Regions from separate parts of the Gossypium arboreum genome. Here region 1 is linked to region 2. The links are chromatin contacts, called in public Hi-C maps. All regions are on one chromosome and are shown on one strand. The core of a region is the stretch at or near the end of the contact, and the rest is flanking DNA. Distances in the headings are between cores, read along the strand shown.

The links. Hi-C and Micro-C count contacts between places; a contact is called where the count stands out from the background.
Region 1: a contact with region 2 is called in a Hi-C map of leaf, with 4 times the contacts expected there. The contact joins the promoter of LOC108467619 here to the enhancer-like site in region 2. A contact is called at or near these places in 2 of 5 Hi-C or Micro-C datasets (both in leaf).

What each region holds. Positions count from the first base shown.
Region 1 is chr8:133,823,537-133,828,469 of ASM2569848v2, forward strand. It overlaps LOC108467619, which reads right to left and starts at 1,391. Exons shown (of 13, transcript XM_017768328.2): 1 at 1,056-1,391; 2 at 884-966; 3 at 342-399. The coding sequence starts at 1,154.
Region 2 is chr8:133,722,161-133,727,654 of ASM2569848v2, forward strand. No RefSeq gene overlaps it. Among protein-coding and RNA genes, the nearest start is that of LOC128279466, 20 kb to the right of the region's middle. Within about 2 kb of position 2,476, at least 1 of the 2 cell types and tissues checked has an H3K27ac peak or open chromatin away from gene starts, as enhancers often do. A contact at or near this core is called in leaf, where this site is marked.

The sequences.
Region 1 (4,933 bases), core at 141-2,640, 100 kb after region 2:
AAGATTCTAACTTATCACTGAGGAACAAGCAAATGGCTAAATTAGAACTCTAGCCAGTCCATATTTTTACTCAGCAAAGAAGATGCATAAGATGGCTATACATCAACTAATCTAGTTTAGATAATATAAGTGCTCAAAAACACCATCATTAGAAAAACAAATACAGCAGCATACAACAAATATGAGACTCAATTGACAGAATAGCATTACATGTATATTGTATATATATATATATAAAAGTCTGTTTTCCTTCCTCAACTTTATTTAATAGCAACAAGAAAACTGTATTTCCCTTTTCTACTACCAAAATTTTCTACAAACATGTTCGAAGACATTCACACCTGAGAGTATCCAGCATCGATAAAGAAGCCAGTAATTGGTGAAAACTCTTTGCCATCCCTGCATGTTAACCAATAAAAGCCAATGATATAGATCTCCAAATGAAAATATATAAGGAAATAATGAAAAATGTGATTTTTTTCAGAGATAACATATAATGCTAATCTGAACTGCATCTTCTGTTAAGTGATGATGGCCTACGATCCTATCAAGTAATTACCAAGCACGATAACAATAAATTCTCTTCTTTTCAGTTACATGTGATTGGCTATAAGGATAATTTTACACCATTGCTAATTTTACTTTTAAAATCAAGTAAAAATGTGATTTTAGAGTTGTATCTCTACTCATCCTCCTCTTGCCAGGAGCATTCTCCACTACCTCATATTTTCAAAGGCAGTATGATAGGCTTCCTCTTTACAAATCAAAACCATCATAAAGTAACTTGCTCCATTCATTAAGCACACAAGATCCAACACCCACAAAAATGACCAAATTCAGTTGACAAAGTGCTAAGCTTTTGGCTGATAATTTTGATACTAACCTGGTGGAAGAGCTGTAAAAGACGAAATGAACACCCCGAGGAATCATTTTAATGCCTTTAAAAGCAGGCCCCACAGAAAAGACCTGCAAATAACAAGAAAAGAAAAGAAAAAGGTGGAATAAAATATAATTTGAGAAACAAAAGAGAGATAGGGAAGGGGGCGGAAAAGTACCTGAGTGTCGATGCCGATAAGAGTGTATTGAGGGACGTCAAGGAGGAGAAGCGTAGCTCCGCTCTTTACTAACTCCAATGCCTTATCTGCATCCATCATTTCCCCTTCGGTTTTAGTTCTCAACTTGAAATTGCTCCCTTCTTAAAACAAGGTAGAAGGAGGAAGGAGTAGGAGGAGATTGGCGGTTGAGTAAAGAAGAGAGTGGAGGTAGTTTCTGGAGTCAACCCAAGCTCTGGTCTGGACTTTGAAGATTGGGCTTGGGTTTGGTTGCTTTTGGGTACAATTGCTTATGTTGTACCGCACTTTGAGTTGAGGTACGCCAGAGGGATAATAAATACATTAGAATCTTATAATAAAATCTCTTACATCATGTTTGGTTAGCTGTAATGGCTTAGCATTACAGCTGAATTCAGTGGGCCCCCATTAAAATTTTATTTGGTTGGGTGTAATGGGTTATTACAGCCTCATTCAATACGGCTTTATTCAACGCAAAAGTGCCGTTTACAATTCGGCACCCTCCCCACGGAATAGGGATTCAACGAATGGTTGGGTAAAAAATTATGTTGAGACTTTCAACTTTACCCTTCTCTTTCTCACGTCTGAAGCAATCTCTGCTTTTTTCATTCTTCTTCCTATTTTATTCCAAACTTGTCTCCCTCTTTTCATGCTTCATTATCACCAACTCTATCTCCTTTGATAAACCCTAACAAGGCCTTCAATTAAGATTCATTTTTTAACTCCAACCCTTAACAAGGCTTTCGATTGAGATGGAAACTTGAGAAGTGAAACAATCGGCATCCTCCCTCGGTAACTCTTCTCCAATTTTGATTTTTTTTCTAGTTTTTTGTTAAATTAGTAGAAATAATAGGCATTTTCAAGTTTTTAATCTATTTCTTGATAATTTTGTTAACTTTTTGGTTTTTTTAATCTTGGGGTGTGAAAACATGTTGATGTAATCTTCGCTTTTACTATTGTATGTGAATTGGATTTTCCTCATGATTGGAGAAATCAAAATTTGAGTCTCGATTAGGGCTCTTTTTTGCCAAAATCCTAAGAAAAGGGTTTTTTGGAAAGAAATACCGAAGGAACTCGAGAATTGGCGACGTTAAGTTTACGCCATAGGCCTTTGGTCTTTGGGGATCCATTTCCATTCATTCGCTAGATCTGTTGCTCTTCACATGTTTCAACATCAAGATTCAACTCTTTTTCTTTCATTTTACACTTATTTTGAATTATTTCGAAAATCATTTTAATCCTTTTATGATGCTTCAAAATGGATCATCATGTTTCAAAATTTCAATAACGATTTTGATTTAGCTTAATCAATACAATTTTAATCAACCCAAATTTCTACTTCTAGCGATTCATCTATTTGTTTACCTATATTAGCTTGAATTTTGTTGTAATCTCCTATACATCTTTATAGATCTAATAGTTTGTCAGTTTGGGTTCATAGGAACAATGTAGATTGAATCAAATTAAGTTTTAAAATTTTCATTTATTTTAGATTTTGCCAATTTGGGTTCGGACTGTTATTATTTGAGTTTATGTTGTTTTATGACCAGCTAATTTGGATTTGAAGCTCATGTTTTGGTCATTTTGTATTTGGATCAATTTGGGTTTAGGTCAAATGGATTCCGGTTGTCGACTTTATGGTTGGATTGTATAGTGTTGGTCTACATGTATGAATATGTTCGGGTTAATTCAGTTTTAGGTTAAATGGATTTCCATTTTCTAGTTTATGTTTGGGTAATTGTTGAAATCTTCAAATACCCAATTTCAGTATTTGGGTTTATCTTTTTACTTCTAATGTGATTAAATATTAATGTCCTAAGCTGAAATTAGAAGATGTCATAGTTATAATTAAGATTTCCTACTGCTTGATCTTGATTAAAATGTAAGTATTTATGTTGTCTTAAACCATTATCTAAAGTGGATTAATTGTCGTAATTTAAACGGTCTTAATAATGAAATTGTGGTATCTTCAAATGACAAATTAGGAGGGGTTATAGCTGTGATTTATAGTGCTTTGGTGCCGTGGTTAAAATGTATAACTCTGGGATTGATATTGATGATGTGTCGTTAATGAGTAAACTGCGTTTTATTTGCCGAATGACTTGTCATTTTAGAAGTACAAATTGAGTGTTGCTAATGGTGAGTTTTCTTTAAACTCATTTTGTTATTTTCATGCTTAAAATATATATATTAAATTAGAATTGATGTTTCGACTTTGATTTAATGGCTGAAAATATTCTTTAAATTTTCAAGGCTACTTACTATCTGGCATTAGCTAGATTCGTTTATTGTAAGTTTAAATGCTGCTCGGAAATAGTGTAAAAATTACTGCTATCCAATTTTGTGCCCTTATTTTGCTGTCCAAAATTTGAACAAATTAATGGTTCTATTTTCATGTTGATTGAGGGCTGTAAAGACAGTCTCATTTGTTGCATTATGCTATTCAGTTTTGGGACCAAATAATTGAGTATTACTGGATTAAAAATCATGGATTGTTGCTGTGATGAACTAATAAATTTTAATACTATTGAGTGTGTTGTTGCGGGATACAAATGCCCTGCATGTTGCTGTCTTGTGCTGTCCAAAATAGGACAAATTGAATGTGCTTGTGAGTGAGTTTTTCAAAGGAAACTTTGCAAATTCTCATGTTTAAATTCAAGTTTGCATGCAGTAAGCTATGGTTGTAGGGTTTATAAATCGAGTTTAGTAGCTAAAATATTATGTTATTCTTACTAAGTTCGGTTGTTTGTAGTGAAGTGAAAATTTGACAATTAAATGCTTAAATGACTGCTGGAAACTACAGCTTGAAAGCTCATTATTCCAGCATATAAATACTTATTTGAATGTGTTGTAATATGTAGAGCAATTGGTCTGCTGCATGTATGAAATAAAAGAAAAACAATAGTTGTTAAATATTAGTTTTTGTTGCTGATCGAAAAGGTTAAATTCGTTGTTAAAGGGAATGTAAATTGGTGTTAATTAAGCTGTCGGATAGGGCTAATAAAACAGTTTGAATGTGATGCTATTAAGCTGATTTAATGTAAAGTGAACTTTTTTTTTCAGAAACAAGCACATTATGATTGATCTTGGCATCGATAATACCAAGATTAACTGGGCTCTCAAGGACAAACAGGAGTTCAGAGACATCATTGGGACTGTATACCGTGAGGCATGGAAAGGCCGTGGTTTGAAAGATTACTCAAAAAGTATCTATTGAGTATTCTTCCAACATGTAGTTGATCAGAATGTAAATTGTATGTAGATATGTGTGTCATTTGCAATGTTTGGTTGCATGAATGTGGAGGATAATCCAATTTGAGATGAAACTTTGAAATATATATTTTATGTGCTCTTTTGATGCTTGTTTACAGTATAGCACCTTAGCTTGGAGTGGCTTTCCTTACAGTTGTTTGATAAGGAACAAGTGTTTTAATTTAACTATATAAAAATATAAATGATATGTTTATAAAGATGATAATATGTTGATTCACCATGGTTGTAGACGAATCTTCCAATTAACTCAATTGAAGATTATATAAACTTGATTTTTATTATATAAAAGATAAAAGAAATTTAGTAAAGGAAGAAAAAGAGTGCAAGGAAAAAATAAATGGATAATAGAACATTTAGCACATTAAATATGTGTTTAAAAATAATAAAGTAGTTATATATTATTTTTATAATATTATATATTATGATTTTTATTAATTCATAATTTAATAATAATATTAAGAATGTTATTAAATTATATATTATTTTATTAAATTGTATTTAATAATACTTATGTTAAAATATGATTAAATTATTTATTATTTATTATTATTTTTATTAAATTATATTTAATAATAATTTTATTAAAATTT
Region 2 (5,494 bases), core at 1,226-3,725:
AGGTACTAATGTATCCCAAAAGCGATCCACTATCCTATACGGAGGTGAAAACCTCACGAAGGACTAGTTTCTCACTCCCACTTAAAAGGTAAGACCGAGCAGTCATGCAATGCAATATGCAAAAATATTTAGAGACTCGAACCAACCAAGCAGGTATTATGACCAAGATCACAAAGATAACAAAGGAAATGCAATGAAAGGATCGTATTTCAAATCGAATTTTCAATTTTCAACCAAAAGACATAAATTAATCAATTTACGGCTTGACTCTTTCGGTCCCCAGTGGAGTCGCCAAGCTGTCGAAACTATTTTTTAAAAAATAGGAATCGACTTTTTAAAACGAAAGTTTAGAGTCGCCACCGAACCTTTTTGATGAGGTGTGATCGGGTCACTTCAAAATGTGGTCTTTTTTCAATAAACAGATTGATTTATCAAAACAACGATTTTGGTCTACGAAAATTGGAAAAACGGGTTTGGGAGTCGATTACGCGCGAGGAAGGGTTATCACCCTCGTCACGCCCAAATTTGGTACCTAATTGATTATTCAGTGTCTTAATGTCGAAAATTGAAAATTTGACAAGAGTTTAAAATACGATCCCTCTTAGCGTTAATGCTTTTTTAAAGTATTTGGATGAATTAAAACGTATGTCAAAGACCGTTTCATCTCAAGGTAAAATGTTATATCCAGTACGTTATGACACAACACCTTGACCCTCGAGTATGAGCTTGCCCTCTATTTCATTTAAAACTCATATATTTGGATTTTAAAAGGATATTCGATTATAGAGATGAAACGAAAAAAAAATCGAAACCCAGTACGTTAGGGCAAGATTTCTTGAATTTTCAAATACGAAATATTGCCTTTATTTGAAAAAAACCTTTCTACGTGTTTGGGTAAAAATCGATATAACACAAATTTGTAGTATAAGAATGAATCGTGGTGTTAGTAAACCAATACATAAATAAATACTATGTAAAATAGTTAAAAATAATAATGATTATAATACTAATATGAATAATAGGTAATCAAAAGCTTGAAAGGATGTGGATAAATAATAGGATAATAAAATGTCTAAAAAGAAAATAAAATAAATAAATAAACACAAAAGAAAAATATAATAATAATAATAATAATAATAATAATAATAATAATAATAATATAAATTGATTAGTTTTGTAATATGACAGTAATAATAGTAATAATTCGGTAATAAAGTAGAAAATAATAATAGAATATTAATAAACATAATAATATGTTAATGATAAAAATAAAATGATATGTTAATAATGATAATAAAAAATAAAAAATAGTAATAATAATATATTAATAGTAATAGAAAATAATAATGATAAAGGAAAATAATAGTGATAATGGTGACAGTAATGAAAATAATAATACTAAGAACAATAATAAGTATAATAGTAATGATAGTAGTAATACGTTAATCTGGTAATAATATAGAAAATAATAAGAAGAATAATGATATGTAATAATAATAGTAATAATAATAAATAATAGTAACAACAATAATAATAAATAAAATAATAATAATATTAAAATAACAATAAAATGTCCAATTAATCAATTAAATAATAAAGTAGCAAAATAACTAAAAAGGACCGAATTGAATCTAAACGAAAGTCTGGGGCGTAATCAGAAATAAATAAAAAGGGAAGGACCGGATTGCAACGCTTGAACGAAATGGAGGGACCGGGAAAGTAAATATCCTCTCCCTCCAAAACGCATCACCTTGCGCAGGGCCAAATTAAAGCAGAAGGAAATTTATATGGCCAAATTAGAAATAAATAGAACTTAATTGTAAAACCATAAAAACGTAGAAGGGCCTGGAGCACAATTAGCCCATCCAAGCAAAACGCGCGGATCCTCCCCTGGGAGTGGGCCGAGTCGCGGGTCAGAGGCCCAAAACGACGTCGTTTTGGCCTCTAAACTCAATTTTCAAAACGGCTTCGTTTTAGCTGTGTTATAAAACTCAAATTTTGCCCAAAAAACCTCATTTGCAGCCTTCTTTCCCAAAAAAAACTTCAAAAACCTCCCAACCTCTCCTTCTTCCCCCAAAATTCGATCATCGAATCGCCACACACGTCATCATTGCTTGAGACCATCGCCATCGTCGTGAAATTCCAAAAAAAAAGTAAGTTTTTTTTTAAATTAATATATTTTTAATAAATACATATTTATATATATAATAAATTCAAAAAAAAGGAAAATAAAATGAAATAGCAAATAAATAAAAAAAGGAAAAAAAACCCTTGATGTGCCTTTAGGTCTTGATTTACCTTTTTGCTTAAATAGAATGGCTTTATATAGCCTAACTCGCAACTGTTTTTACAACTGAGGACAAACGACATGCTATCGACGTGGTATGGTGGAGAAGTGCACGGACGTGGGGCGTGCGGTGCTGAACTTGGCTTTTGTTTTGTTGATGGTTGTAGGCTAGGTCTAGGGTTAGGTTAGGGAAACTGGGCCTTCTGCTTTGGGCTATTTTGATTAGGCTAGGGCAGAAAGTGGGCCCTACAACCATAATTGTTCTAAATCCATTGTTCCAAAAAAATAAATCGACCCCACCTTGTCCCACATCTACTTTTCAAAAAAAAAATCTATCAATTCCAAATCTATAGAGCAATTTGAGTTTTATCATCTCTAATCAACTCCTTTATTTTCTTCAATAACCCTCTTTCTCTTTAAATTTGTATCAAAAAATTGAGGATCGGTGCCTGTGAGGTTTTTTATAAAAATAATATTAAAAATTAATTAATTATAAAAATAGGGTGGATAAAAATTAATTACAAAAATAGGTGTTTGCTATAGTAATTTTGGATACTGCTTGATATATTGGTGACATTAATAAATTTTTAAAAAAAATCTAATAATAAAAAAAATTGAAAAAGTGAAAAAATATTTTTTAATTGATGTCGTCAATCTGTTAGTCGACACTCAAAGCTAAGCAAACACCCATTTTTATAATTAATTTGTTTCCCACCTATTTTTATAATTAATTATTTTTTTAATGTTATTTTTATAAAAAGGCCGTGTCGGTGCCTACAACATGCATCTCATGGCCCATTGACTCCACGAACTTAACAGCATCAGCATGATCCAAAAAACGAACCCATCCCAGTGTTAAGATTAAGGTCCAAAGGCTTATGCCTCTTTATCCATAGCTAAATTGGTAGTGCCTTTATAGCCCACAACACTACAATTCTTGATATTTGGATCTGCATGACTACATCGTCTACTGTAGCTGCCGAAGTCTTTTTCAAACACACGCCGCCCCTTACTCTAACGCTTTCATCCATCTCGTCCATCGCTGTCGTCTCTCTCTTCGGTGGTATCCTCCATTACAATTATCACACAGCACCTGCTTAAAGGTTCCTTGTATTGTCTCTCTTTTACATTCCGCTATCTGCAAAACCTTGCCAGCTTCACCCTTACGTTGTAACCAACCAATCGAATCCATTCAACCCTTTCATCGTTCTTTCCCCATCCACAATATCCCACGTCTACCATGTTACTATTCATAATGATGAATTTAACAGGTAATGTTTATATTTTTATCAATTTGAATCTTATTATTATTTTTAGTTAAATTTATTCATTAACCTTAAAAAAATCTTTTTTATTAATGAAAATGCCAAAAATATTAATTTTGATAATTTTGACATGACAATTTGCTTGACAATTCACATGTTGATATGATAATATTTAAAAATTATAAAATGTTAAAAATAAAAAATTCAAAATTCAAAAATAAAATGAAAAGAATCATAAAATTAGTTTAAAGTATTCATGGATTGCCACGTAGATTATTGTGTTTAAAATTTTAACGTTCTAACTATTAAAAAATAACAATTGATTCTTTTTAAAATTGATGATTAAATTCGACTTTTTAAATAACAATTGAGAACAAAATTAGCTAGAAAAATATAAATATCAAATTAAAAATATATATAAACGTAAAAGCTAGATTTACTATATTTTTCTTACGTTTCAATAATTATGGTTTATATGGGTCACACAAATTTTATCCTAGTTGTTAAAAATGTTAATTAATTCCAATTTCCGGAGATAAAAGTTTTTTAACATTAAGAAAAAGGGTTTTATGAAGTGTAGGCATCATGTCATTCTATATCTCTTTTAATTATTTAATAATATTTTAGTAATTTTTTTACTGTTGATATATAATTTTAGTAACTTTTATCTCGAACTTGAACTTTGAATTCGACCTTAAACTTCGAATCTCAATCCAAATCTTAAACACTAAACTATACACCCTAAATCTTAAACAATAAATCATAAACCTTAAACGTTGAATTTAGCTTTTTGGTTCAAGATGCAAGGATCAGGATTCGAGTTTAAATTAAAGAAAAATTATCAAAATTATGTATGAATAATATAAAAATTTACTGAAATATTATTAAATAATTAAAAAATTAATAAGTGAGGTCTCTCTTTTCTACAATTACTTTTCATAACATCCGCATCAAAATTAATTAACAACAGCTCATAAATCCTTCAATACCATACCAACTGTAATTAGGACCAGTTATTGCCAAAGTGCATCCAGATTAAACATAGCCACATCCCCTGTCGACAAATGGATGTGTATATGAATTAATTAAGCTATCTGATTAGATTAAGAACATTCTATTTATAAAAATAAAAATAAAAATTAAGAATATGCTATTTATTAATTACCTTATGAATTATAATAATCCAATTATATATGCATGGTGAATAGTATGCATCCCTTTTTTTTTTTTAAATAATAAAACTTGTTATGGCTGAGAAAAAAAAATATGGACATGATGAAATCAATGTCGTATATATATGTGTATGATAATGACCGCACCATTGTAGTAGTGCTAAGATCAATTGTTAATTTGATCCACTACATGGAAAAAAAATGTTTAAAACGATAACTAAAAGAAGGGTAAATTTCGTGGGTGGTCACCCTACTTTAAAAACATTTCAATTTCATCACCAACCTTTTTAAAATTTAAAATTTTAGTCACTTATAGTTAAATATTTAATGGAAAGCTGACGTGAGCCATTTTTATTGACCTAATAATAAACTTAACTTTCCAATGTTTTCACATTATATCAATTTGATCCTAAATTTAAAAATTAACAAATTTTCAAAATTTTAGAATTTTAGAATTAGGTCAAATTAATAATTTTTGTTTGGGTTTCAAAATACGAAAAAACCAAAGTTAAAGATGATAAAATTCTTTTTCATTCAGACTTAGAAAACATAAGGAGGCAAAAGTTGGATGCAATATTAAAACTACAGCAAAAAAACTTTGGGTTGATTGGATCCAAACTAAAGCATGTGGTTTTGCCTAGCATATATCCTCATAATACAATCGCATCATCTGAGCATGCTTCGATCAAGGAAACAATGACTTGCATTTGTTAATGTTTGTGTAAAGTAACAATTTCGGCATGGGAAGCAAAAAGAAAGTTAAGAAATTA